2 separate regions of the Zea mays genome follow, and region 2 is linked to region 1. Evidence: chromatin contacts called from public Hi-C data. All regions are on one chromosome and are shown on one strand. The core of a region is the stretch at or near the end of the contact, and the rest is flanking DNA. Distances in the headings are between cores, read along the strand shown. Region 1 holds the start of LOC100191962 (LysM domain-containing GPI-anchored protein 1). Region 2 holds the start of LOC100274035.

Evidence for each region. Hi-C and Micro-C count contacts between places; a contact is called where the count stands out from the background.
Region 2: a Hi-C map of endosperm shows a contact between it and region 1, with 5 times the contacts expected there. The contact joins the promoter of LOC100274035 here to the promoter of LOC100191962 in region 1. A contact is called at or near these places in 2 of 25 Hi-C or Micro-C datasets (ear and endosperm).

Annotation. Positions count from the first base shown.
Region 1 is chr7:129,996,989-130,003,490 of Zm-B73-REFERENCE-NAM-5.0, reverse strand. LOC100191962 (LysM domain-containing GPI-anchored protein 1) reads right to left here and starts at 4,116. Exons shown (of 2, transcript NM_001137386.1): 1 at 3,279-4,116; 2 at 1,501-1,964. The coding sequence starts at 3,963. The coding sequence ends at 1,726.
Region 2 is chr7:130,127,735-130,134,236 of Zm-B73-REFERENCE-NAM-5.0, reverse strand. It overlaps LOC100274035, which reads left to right and starts at 2,653. Exons shown (of 11, transcript NM_001148418.1): 1 at 2,653-2,842; 2 at 2,977-3,085; 3 at 3,389-3,447; 4 at 3,574-3,767; 5 at 3,951-4,011; 6 at 4,156-4,228; 7 at 4,338-4,458; 8 at 4,575-4,662; 9 at 4,765-4,890; 10 at 4,982-5,091; 11 at 5,194-5,633. The coding sequence starts at 2,736. The coding sequence ends at 5,342.

The DNA.
Region 1 (6,502 bases), core at 2,867-5,366:
TCTTCTAAGGTCGAGGTCGAGTCCGAGCCCCCAGGTCGGACAAGGCGGAGACCGTTGGCTGAGGCCAGGGCTGAGTCCGAGCCCTGGGGTCGGGCGAGGCGGAGTTCGTCGTCCTTCAGGGCTGAGCCCGAGTCTGAAACCTGGGGTCGGGCGAAGCAGAGTTCGTCGTCTTCCGGGGCTGAGCCCGAGTCCGAGCCCTGGGGTCGGGCGAAGCGGAGTTCGTCGTCTTCCGGGGCTGAGCCCGAGTCCAGGCCTGGGGTCGGGCGAAGCGGAGTTCGTCGTCTTCCAGGGCTGAGCCCGAGTCCGAGCCCTGGGGTCGGGCGAAGCGGAGTTCGTCGTCTTCCGGGGCTGAGCCCGAGTCCGAGCCCTGGGGTCGGGTGGAGCGGAGTTCGTCGTCTTCCGGGGCTGAGCCCGAGTCCGAGCCCTGGGGTCGGGCAAAGCGGAGTTCATCGTCTTCCGGGGCTGAGCCCGAGTCTGAGCCCTGGGGTCGGGCGAAGCGGAGTTTCCTATGACGCCTGAGGCCGGACTTGGCTGCTGTCAGCCTCACTCTGTCGAGTGGCTCAGCAGTCGGAGCGGCGCAGGCGGCGCTGTCCTCTTGTCAGACCGGTCAGTGGAGCGGCGAAGTGACTGCGGTCACTTCGGCTCTGTCGACTGGAGGGCGTGCGTCAGGATAAAGGTGTCAGGCCACCTTTGCATTAAATGCCCCTGCGGTTTGGTCGGTTGGCGTGGCGATTTGGCCAAGGTTGCTTCTTGGTGAAGACTGGGCCTCGGGCGAGCCGAATGTGTGTCCGTTGCTGGAGGGGTCCTCGGGCGAGACGTAGATCCTCCGGGGTCGGCTGCCCTTGCCCGAGGCTGGGCTCGGCGAGGCGTGATCGCGTCCCTCGAATGGACCGATCCTTGACTTAATCGCACCCATCAGGCCTTTGCAGCTTTGTGCTGATGGGGTTACCAGCTGAGATTTAGGAGTCTTGAGGGTACCCCTAATTATGGTCCCCGACAGATAGTCTAAAAGTTGTAAAAAGAAAGATGGCTCCATGTAAGGAACCCACATGTTCAGATTCTGGAGGCTTTTAATCATAAACTAATACCACTAATTCTGCAGGTCATTTTCAGAGGTACTCACTGGTTCATATTTTGGAGACTTCTACAGAAGAAGGAATCACAACAACAAATCCTCGATGTTTGTAAAGCGTTGGAAGTGGTGGCGATGGAAGTCTTTGCAAATCTTGGATGACGCTCAAATACAAGAATTGAGGATGGCCAGAGTTACCCACATTCTCGTCATTTTGCATCTTTGAGTTAGTTCCATTTTCTAGACAACGTTTCTCGGATGTAATAATTATCTTGTGTTGGCTCTATATATTACCATGCTAAAGCCGGAACTCATGTTTTCATTATCAAAAAAAAAAATGTAAGGAACGACCTGATTTGAAAAAAGGAGACAACATTATCTCATCTCGTGTCATCCTCAATTAGACCTACAGTAATAGCTCCGATCCTACACAATCCCCGGCCATTGTCACTTTCCTTCATAGACGAATACAGTACTCCGTATTTGCATGAGTTCGCGATAATACATGGACGACAGATAGAACGAAGGATGACAAAAAAATTACACGCCGCGCAAAAAAATAACTGACTGTTTCCGTACAAAAGAATCCCCTTTCGGAACAAGCTATGCTAGAGTATCCTCTCGCTGTCTCGCAGGCAGCCCAATCTACCAGTCTACCACAGCAGGCTGGCGACGAGGCAGAGATAAGCGACCTGTGCAAGAGCGTCACTGCCGACGTGTGAACCTGCCGTCGGCGGCCCTGAACTCACCGGCGGGCTGCTTGTCGGCGCCATGCCAGCCATCTGCGGACCCATGCCGCCTTCGGACGCCATCGGCGTCGGCGACGGGCCGAGGTAGGTCTCGAAGAACGACGACGTCGGCGGCGGCATCAGCGGAGGGAACTGGTGCGGGCCTGCAGGAACGAACGACACAGCGTTTACTCATTTATTTATTTGCTTTTATATCCAGGTTGGAAACAACAGTGGCAAGAGGAATGATAAGTGTGACCTGGGCACTGGGGTTTCAGCGACGTCGTTAACCTGCCAGCAAGATGCAAATAAGAGACGGTGTTGTTGGTCAAGCCTAGCTCAGAGCAGAGCACGAAGACGAGAGGTGAGAGATTCGGGTTCGTTCGGACAAACGCTTACGTGGCGAGGATGGTCCCGTTGGCGTACCCGCCGTAGCTGCAGGAGGTGACGCTGCAGCCGGCGCTGGTCATGAGGAGGGTGAAGTTGCCGAGCATCATGCTGCTGTTGCTGCACTGCATGCTGGAGCACGTGGAGTCGGCCAGCGGCGCCGGCACGCAGAACAGGCTGCAACGAGCGAGCGGCAAGGGTCGATCAGAAACACGACACGGCTGGAGCTGGCGCGCAGATGAGGCAAGGAGAGACTGGAGACTGGAGAGTGGAGACGACGCCTACTCCAGGTTTCCAGGGCCGCAGCTGCACTGCACGCAGCGGTTGGCGGTGACCGCGTACGTCCCGTTGGCCACCGCCAGGCCGGCGTCCGACGCGAACGCGGGGAACGACGAGGCGCACGCTGCAACAGTGAGTGAAGAAGAGCACATGGCAGATGTCGGTCAGTGATCAATCATGCAACGTAACCGTCCTGTTTTGTTCGTCCGTGATTATTATTATATATCTGTCTGGGGAGAATAACCTTGTGGCTTTCTTTACGCAAGAACAATTCCATCATAATACAATACAACTGGCAGTGGATGTTGATGGAGCGCACTGTTATGTCGCTACTGGACAATATTTGCAGTGTTCCAAACACAGCACTGAAGTCACCTTTTGCTTTTGGCGCAGCGATAGCGCCTTAGCGGTATACCGTACTTGCCTCATTCTTTTAGCACCCCCCCCCCCCCCCCCCCCCCCCTCCATCCCCTTCTCCATGTGCAAAGAAAAAAAAACTGACGGGCCCTTGCCAATATACAACTGCACGGCCAGCACCACTGAACTACCGCAGAAATGTTGCGCCATCAAGCGACACTTCAAAGCTAGACAGCTACTGGTAGTAATAATGGCTGCACTGCTACGCGAGCAAGCAATTTTTACCGACCAATTTTGTCGGCGAGCGTCGGATCTAACCAACCAACCGACCGACCACGCACGGTACGTACATCTCAGACCGAGCAACGGTCCACGCCAGCAACGCCAAAAACCAGATCCAAAGAAACACGTGCCGGCGGCTTAGTACCCAAAGGCTAGCAGAGCAGAGAGCTCACCGGGCAGCGGCACGACGATGATGTCCCCGGCGGCGACGTCGGCGGTGGCCAGGTCGTTGACGCTCATCAGGTCGTTGCCCGTGGTGCGGAACCTCCGCGCGATGGCCGGCACCGTGTCGCCCTCGGCCACCGGGTACGTCAGGAACACGGCGGGGGCGCCGCTGTCGGCGCCGCCGAAGCAGGCGCAGTGCAGCGGCACGAACAGCGTGGTCCCGGCGTCGAGGGCGGCGTCCTCCTCCTCGGCCATGCCGTTGGAGTCGCGGATCCAGTCGGCCGTGGTGAGCCCGCCGTAGACGCTGCCGGCCACGGACGCCAGCGTGTCCCCCGCCCGCGCCACGTACCGCGCGGAGGTGGCCTTGCGGATGCCGTCGGAGCAGGCGCACGGCACCGGCACGCGCAGCGCGAGCCCCGCCGGGAGAATGCGGTCGCCCGGGTCCGGGACCGCGAAGTCCATGGCGTTGGCGGCCAGGATGGCCAGCGGGTCGGCCGCGAACAGCGCGGCCAGCTCCGCAAGCTTCAGGTCCGCGTACAGCGTGTAGGAGAGCAGCGCCGGGCAGGCGCTGGAGGAGGCGCAGGACTCCAGCGTCGACTTCGACAGGGCAGTCGGCACGCCGGAGCCGGACAGCAGCAGGACGAAGAGGGCGAGGCGGGGTACCAGCACCAGGGACGCCGCTGCTGCCCGCATGGTCGGCCGCGGGTCGCCTGAGTCACTGAGAGTGGAGAACGAGACTAGAGAAACGCGACCCCTCCGTGTGCCGGACGCTGGGAATGCGTGCGTGCTTTGGATCTTGGCTTGGCCGGGGTCTCGTGTGTGTGTGAGTGCGTCCCCGCAGGATCCTCTGCGATTGCCAGTCTGGTGCAGTGCGCCAGGATCTGGATCACTGGTACTGCTAGAGCAGAGTGTAGTACGGATTAAGGATCCAGTGCTATCGCCCTAAACTTCTTCACTTATCCCATCCATGTTGGATGAAAACGGGACGGATACAGCCGGATATAGGGTCATCCTGTATCCTACCCTAATGTATTTATCTCGGATACGGGACCGGATACGGGTACTTCAGATTCGGGACGGATACAGGACGGGACCGGGTAATAATACGGGCGGATAAGAAACGGATAACGGATACTGATCGGGTATGTACCGGATAGTTGTCGGGTAGTTCGTATCGATGGCATTAATTGCCCAACCATCCAACAAACACATAAATTAAGCAATACATAATCATGTATATGATAGATCAAATGTGGAACCAACAACACAATATTAAAAAAATTCGACAGCATGTCCCCTCTTTTAGGCATAATCCACAAGTATATAACAGATAGATAGTAGATAAATGACATCATTTAACATGTTCAAGTGTTCAACACTTGCACATCACAAAATGAAACAACACAAATCACAATAGATAGAGTCATATGATCATGTCCAGTTCAGAACAACATAACAAGTGAAGAAGTGCAAACAAGAAAATATAGTTCCACAGCATTACAACAATAAATAACAAGTTCAACATCATCCATTCCATGGTAACTTGAAGTCGAACATCTCAAGTCCCAATTGCAAAATCATCCTCCAAGTCAACTACATCCATAGCTTCAGTTAAGGTTTTAATTTCAATCTCCAAATCTGAAATTAATAGAAAACATGTTATTGATCATGATGATGATGTGGATCATTACGCTATAAATATAACAATACCTTTCTCTGAAGCAATCTTCCAATCTTTACAACAAACCAATGCCTCAATAATTTCTGGTTTGAGCCTTGAACGGAATGCATCAACAATGCGTCCACCAGAGCTAAATGCAGACTCTGAAGCAACAGTAGAAACTTGCATAGACAAAACATCACGAGCAAGGGTTGAAAGAATAGGAAAATTTGTGACTTGCCCTTTCCACCATGATAGGACATCAAATGTTGCTTCATTGTCATTGACCTTCACTAGGTCCTCACTCATGTACAAATCCAACTCTGACACCTTCTTGTCATTGCTTGTTGTTACATACAACTCATCAAGATCAACCTCATCATCATCCTCATCCACCAAAGTATTTTTATGTCGAACAAACTCGCTCTCTTTTGAACTAGCACCTTTTGAGGTTTTTGTGGTTGATTTTGCAGTGATGACTGATGAATAATATGTAAATAATTCATTGATAACATTCATGAATACCAACTTCTCTAACTCAGCTTTATCAATGTCATACATCTTAGATATATATAGCTCAACCATCCTATGTTTGTATCTAGGATCAAGAAATGCTCCCACTGCCTTAATGATTTAATGAATTTCACAAAGTACTTGTGCTGAGCAATACTGAAAGGATATTCATGCATGATGATGGCATAATATAGAAGTCTCACACTGACATTCTCATCATATTTATATGTTCCTATGGAATTTCCACTCTGACTAAGGATTTGCTGGCCTTTCAAGATTTGATGCTTCAACTTTAAATGGTTACTAAAAGCCTTTGTACCATTACCACTTTCTGCCTTAGCTTTATGTGTACATCTATTGCATTTAGCCCATGGTTGCTTAATAATCGAACCATCAGATTGTTGAACCTCTAACTCATACCTTGTGAAGTGACCCCAAACCCATGAAGTGAGTTTTTTTCCAATCTTGACATCATTTTCTTCTTCGTTGTCTCCAATACTTCCTTGAGCAGTTGCACTTGCATTTGCGCATTGGCTATCACTTGGAGTGCTTGCACTTGCATTTGCGCTTTGACTTGCACTTGCATTTGCGCTTTGCACAGCTGTAACAAGTACAAACTAATGTTAATATACAATTACTAGTTGCATAGAGCCTGCGAAACTAATTTGTGCAAATTGAAAAATATACAAACCTTTTGCAAATGATGGCACTAAAACAATAGCTCTATCCTTGTTTGATCCTACTGACTTGGATGCCTTAAGCTTGCTCACAGGAGTAGTGGTTCGCTGTTTGACCGCACGATTCTCTACACCCATGAATTTCTTCTTCTTTCCAACAAGAGGGGTAGCAGCAACATTAGCACCATCAGAAGGTTCAACAGCAACTTGGTCATCGCAGCGAGCATTGCCATCATCTATAATTGGGGCTTGCACTTCATTCTCATTAGACCCATTCTCAATATCAACTCTAACATCCACATCCATAGCACTGCAAATCACACATGAGTACAAAAATTCAGTCCTTGGTGTCGTCTGTCGTGTACTCGTGTTTGGCTAATTG
Region 2 (6,502 bases), core at 1,404-3,903, 130 kb before region 1:
TAAAACATTTGAGAGCTAGCTGGCTTCAAAAGAGATAAGAAAATAATCTCGATGCATATTTTCAGACGTATCTAGCGAGACACTAGACATCACTAGATGTGAGAATGGCCTGATTTTAGATAACATATTTTATCAATATATCATGGTGTCCGACGTGCACCGGACATGCAACGCCAAACACGAAACTCTAAGAGTATGTCAACCGTGTATAGTAGCCGTATAAGGCATTGAACGTGTCCAACATAACATCAGATATCACAACAGACTAGTTACTCAGAGAGCTTAGAAACCTACATATTTTAGCCTATAACTCACCAGACATGTCCGGTGACTTGTCCATTGACTACACAAGACGCCTAACAACTAGTTTATAGTCATTGGAGATATACCCACTGAAAGGGCATCGATGTATCTAGCGCAGTCCCCAATTTTAGCGTTTTCAAGAGGTAATTGTTCAAATCTTTGTGAGGTTATAAATTGACCCTTGGTCGGTATCCCTCGACAACTAACACTTACATACACCTTTTGAGGTTTAAGAAACACACCCCAATCACTTGAAACCCATAATTCATCACCTGGTGAGATTGGAGCACTCCTAGTGTATTGTATTGAGTTCATGTACCTTATGACACTAGTTGAATGAGTTAGGGTGGTTTTGTTTTTATTACTCTTGATGATTGTCGTCAGCTAGACAGTCTGTAGATCGTTGGAATCATTGAGCATCTATTGGAGATTGTAGTTGGCTTCAATCATTCCTGCAAGGGGCTCCTATGCTCTTTCCTCGTGGCTGATTTACGAAAAGCAACTTTAGTGTAATAGTGACTTATTGGAGTGTCGCTTTAGAGTGATCATTACAGTGCCCTTATTATGGACTTGACTATAACGTTAATTAGCACATGAACCAACTAGTTTGGATTCACCATAAGGAGAATGTAGGTTGTCTATAAACAACCAAACCTTGGGGTTAAATATTATGTTTCTTACCTCATGTGGTTTACATCCCAAACTATTCTTACAATTATATTTACTAGTTGTATCATACTAGTTCATCTATTTTTGTGCAAGTAGCTTTATCTCTTACTTGTGTGTAGCTTGTCCTTTACCACTATTTAATCCACCACTTTAAACTTTTCAAACCCACTCAACCAAATCACTCACACACCCATAACCTACACTAATTCCACTAAACAAATTGCATCCAGACTTAACACGCCATCAAAACCAACGGTTCAGATCGCTGGATAATCCCCCCACTTATTCACTTAAATCCAATGGACAATATTATTTGGATCATCTATCCCCCTCTCACTCCCACGTGACCCCCGCCGCCCCAGCCTCTCTCCCTCACTCGCGCCGCCACCGTCAACCCCTCCCCTCGCGCCGCCGCAATCGACCCCCTCCCCGGGATCATAGCGTTAGCACAGGCTACATGTTAGTCTTTCATAAACCAATAGTTTGTTTAGAGAGATAGCCTAGAGCAAAACTAGAGCAATCAATCACTCCCCTCTAGCCATCAAGGTCCAAACAAAGAGCTAAGTTGTGAATTGTACAACAAAGACAAGTCATACAATAGTATGGTTGTTTCATAGTCCTAAATTTCAGCTCATAAGGCGGTCGTTTCACGAAACAATGACCTTGTTCTCTCTCCACTCTCTATTTTCTCTACATAAAAAGGTCCTATATGACACTGTTTAAGATAGAGTATGAGGCGGCTAACATATAGCAATATACTTTGCCCTTATATGAGAGGAATATGAGGAGTTTGTAGCTAAAGTTGTAGCTAAAAAAAGATACCAAATGAGCCCAATGAAATGTTAAGGATTTTCCTATAGTTTTTTTCAACCACCGGTTGAAGGTATTGGACACATTAAGAATAAAAAATCAAATTTAGTGTGACTTTACCAAAAATTGCTCAAGGTAGTTTTTATGTCCTAATTTATAAATTATTTTATTTACAAAACATCTTATATTTAATTAATATATAATATATAATAAAACAATGCTATTTAAAATACTAAATAAATATTATTAGAATTTTAATTAACTGTGTTTTTGTATTATGCTTCTTTAATTCCATAAATATTCATATTTTTATCAAATTCGAGATATTTGATTCTCTAAAAAAACTTATAATTTGGAATAAAAGGAGATTTACCTTCCATGGAACTGATTCTGAAGTAATTGATACTGTACTTTAAGAGTAATTCGTGATCAAAATATGCTGGTAAAGTTTTTTTCCCTGATTTCTAAATCCTAATACGCGTTATAAAAAGAAAAAAAATGCTCTATGAAATTTTCATTCTTCATATATATGATGACTAAAAATCTACTCCGTATTTTTTTTTGTCGCCCATACCTCTCGTACCCATTCAATTAAGAAAATCACATATCTCTAGCAGTATATAATAAACAAAATAAAAAGAGAGAAAAAACAGCGTAACGTAACAGCCTTCCCCTAAACCAGAGGCCTCTCTGCCTCTAGAAAAACAGCGTTCCCACCTTTGTGCCGTGAACGTAGCATTTGCTCCGAGTCCACCATTAAAGTAGTAGTCGTCGTCTCCCTCCTGCCTCTCGTGTTTCCTCTCCTCTGCTTCGGTTACGTCGAACCTGCATAAAGCCGCCCTCCCCTCGCTCGCCTATGGTGTGACTCACGAAACGCATAGACACGACACGACACGACACGGCACGACACGCCGGAGAAGAGGAGAGAGGCGGAACGATCGGAGGGGAGGTAGATGAAGCCCAAGAACGGCGGCCTGGCCTCGGACAGGAGGCTGCTCTCGCGCCGGATACTGATCCTCTGCTTCCTCAGCTTCTTCCTCGGCATACTCGTCACGGACCTGTGAGTCAATATAGTAGATCGGTTTCTCTTCCGCTTTCTCTGTTGGAGCCATCCATGCCCGGTGAGTTCTGTCTGTGTGCCGCGAGCGACTGCAAGGCTCACGGGTTCTGCGGCGGCGATGGTTCTCGTGGCAGGTTTGGATCGGTGCCGAGCCCGGTCGTGGTGCAGACGGGGTGGCACGAGCACGAGCACGAGCACGACACGGAGCTGCAGAGCCTTTCCGAGGATTTTGTTGCCAAGCCGGTACGGCCGCCTAACCCCTGGATTTTGTGCTGTATTATTCTTTTGTTTGTTATCCCTTTTTTTATATATATTTTGCTCTATAAATCCCTAAACCTAACCAGCTTGCTACAATGCTACTTCAGAGACATTGTTGAATTCGACATTGCTGCAGGCATCGTATTCGACATTGCTTTTTTTTTAAAAAAAAAACTATCTCCTGCATTTGACTGTATTTTTCCATAAAGCACATGGAATGGACTGCGAAAACGTAAAGCAAGCTTTTCAACGTAAAGTGATTGTGTAACCTCCCTCTCTTGGTTTCAGAAACCGGCAGAAGACAGGGACATTATGGGAGAGGTGTCGAAGACTCACGAGGCCATACAGTAAGTCAGCAACGACATAGAAAACTGGCTATAGAAACTGTTCCTCGTCTACAGCTAGCCGGTGGCCTCTCTGACTGCCAGCCAGTTTGGGACTAATAATCTGGGTATCATTCTGTGTCCGTCCAGATACTTGGAGAAGTCAATTGACACACTGCAGATGGAGCTGGCAGCGAAGCGCAGCATCAACGAGCTTCACGGGGAAAGTACAGGTGGTGGCGTAAGTAAGCAGAGGAGAAGGGTGTTCGTGGTGATCGGGGTCAACACCGCCTTCAGCAGCAGGAAGCGTCGGGATTCCGTGAGGGAGACCTGGATGCCTCAAGGTTCGTGATTCTTTGTCTTTCCCCCGGACTGATGCAGAGGAAATGATGATGATGCAGGATTCTCTCTGTTTATTTATTTTTATATATTTTCTTGAAAGATCCAATGGCGCAGGAAATATCCATTAGGGCTGACTGCTATTTCTCTTTTGTTTTACTGTGCTTGTCTGACCTGCTGTTTATCAGGTGAGAAGCTCAAGAAACTGGAGGAGAAGGGAATCGTCGTCCGGTTTACGATAGGGCATAGGTATGCTTTAACTGTATCGCCTTTCAGTCTAACGTTCGCGAAAACGTTACGAACGCATGTTTTACATATATTCAATAGTTTATGCATTCACTGAAGTAAAAAAAAAAAAACTGGTTTTTTTTTCTTCTCTATGCGTTGTTGCAGCGCTACATCGAACAACGTCCTTGACAAAGCTATAGACGCGGAGGATGAAATTCATGGCGACTTTCTTAGGCTGGTACGATGATCTCCACTGAAGCCACGGCCACGGGTGTACTCCGTTGAAGCACAGAACACCCAAAATCTATGCTCGATCTGCAGCTGAACTGTGCATATATGCTTCGCAGGACCATGTCGAAGGGTACCACAAGCTGTCTGCGAAGACCAAGACATTCTTCTCAACTGCCGTGGCCTTATGGGACGCGGATTTCTATGTCAAGGTGGACGACGATGTTCACCTGAACCTAGGTAAACTACGTGCTCCCTTGCTCCGATCCGGTAACAAAACGCACCTCCAAGAGTTCAGTGTTCGTTTAGAGAAGACAGAAACCTGTCCAGAAACCTTCATGGCGTAAAATGTGCAGGGATGCTCGTCGCCACCCTCGGCCGGCACAAGCTGAAGCCACGGGTGTACATTGGCTGCATGAAGTCGGGACCGGTCCTCTCCGACAAGTATAAATTCCTCTGAAAAAAAAGCAGCGCAGCATTCGAATTGAATCGTCGAAATACCAGCCTTCGTTTTGACATACATGTTTTCTTTTTCCCCCACATCAGGAATGCGAAATACCATGAGCCTGAGTTCTGGAAGTTCGGAGAGGACGGGAACAAGTACTTCCGCCACGCCACGGGGCAGATATACGCCATCTCCAAGGACCTCGCGACCTACATCTCCATCAACCAGTAAGACAAAACCTTCTTCTTCTTCTTCTCTCTCTTGAGTGGCACTGGCAGGCAGCTGATCCATATGCGTTCACCATATACCACCGCCCAGGCCCATACTGCATAAATACGCGAACGAAGACGTCTCGCTCGGCGCGTGGTTCATCGGCCTAGACGTGGAGCACATCGACGACAGGGACATGTGCTGCGGCACGCCACCAGGTCAGTTTCTTGTTCTTCGCAGCGCCTGCAGCGTCTCGACCGCCTCTAGCTTTTCTTCACCGTAAAAGGCTGTAACCGATCTTTGCTCTCCCTCTCTCAAAGACTGCGAGTGGAAAGCGCAGGCGGGGAACGTCTGCATCGCGTCGTTTGACTGGAGGTGCAGTGGGGTCTGCAATCCGGTCGAGAGGATCAAGTACGTGCATTCGCGATGCGGCGAAGGGCAGGATGCGATCTGGAGCGCCTCCTTCTGACAAGATGGTGATGGAATCATGGAATGATTATATATATACAGACGCACGCCTGCTTGTGTGCAGGCCCAGGCCATAGCTGCATTAGAAGGCTCGCGTTGTGTACACACAGTGAGTTCAGAGAAGGGGAGGCATGCGTGTCTGATACAGGAAGAAACCACTGGAGCACAATCTCTTATCTTTTTTGGGGGGGAGGGTTCAGAAATAGGTGATACAGCCATACAGAGCTCATGTGGGTGGGTATACATGTTTTTTTTCAGTCGTTAGTGCAGAAAACACGAATACATTCGATTTAATTCATTCGTCCCCTCTTAGAAGCTCTGATCAGGATCAGAGAAGTTTCTGCAACACTATCTTTTCGACACTCGCCATCAGTTTGGTTTTAGTGGTGTAAAAGACGAGAACGCTGGAGTACTTCTATTCACAGAGGGGGTGATTGGTTGCATGCAGCGGATGCGCCGGGCTCACGCGCACCTAGCCTCGTAGAGATCATCGCCTCGTCCGTCTCCACGCATGCAGGCAAATGGTGGAAAAAGGTGTTTTGGCTGCATGTTGACATGCAGGCCGTGCTAGAGCAGTACAGGTAACCAATCATGCGTCTGGTCATGGTCAACGCACGCGGTGGTCCTGGTTACGGTTGGCGAGCCAACCAATCACGCGGAGAGTGCCGGTGCCGGGACATATATACCAGTGCTGGCCATACGCCCGGCCATAACTGAAGGCCTGAAAGATAGGGATCAGCTGTTAGTCTGTTGTAGCATATAGGAAAGGGCCACATCCTGATATTCAGCTGATCCTAGCTTTCAGGTCTTCAGTTACAGGCGTATAGCCTGGGCAGTGCTTCGCCTTCGCCACATGTATATGTATCGGCACTCTCTTACATGGTACTGTATCAACTATAAAGTTTCTTCTTTCCCGATCCAACCCCTTGCTTCCGTTGATAGTGTGAAGAACTCGTTCAGTGTGTCCATTCTGTTGAGAGGTTTATGAGCACGTGAGGGCTCACTTTTGGGGTCAATCACCAAACAAACTCTAGGATCGGCACACTATACACGGACCTCAGGGTTCTCTCTGCGTTAGCGTGGACCACCCGTGATGAGCGGCTTGACCATCCGCGACTACGGCTCTAGTCTTCTATATGGCGCGTGAACCGTCTATCGGCA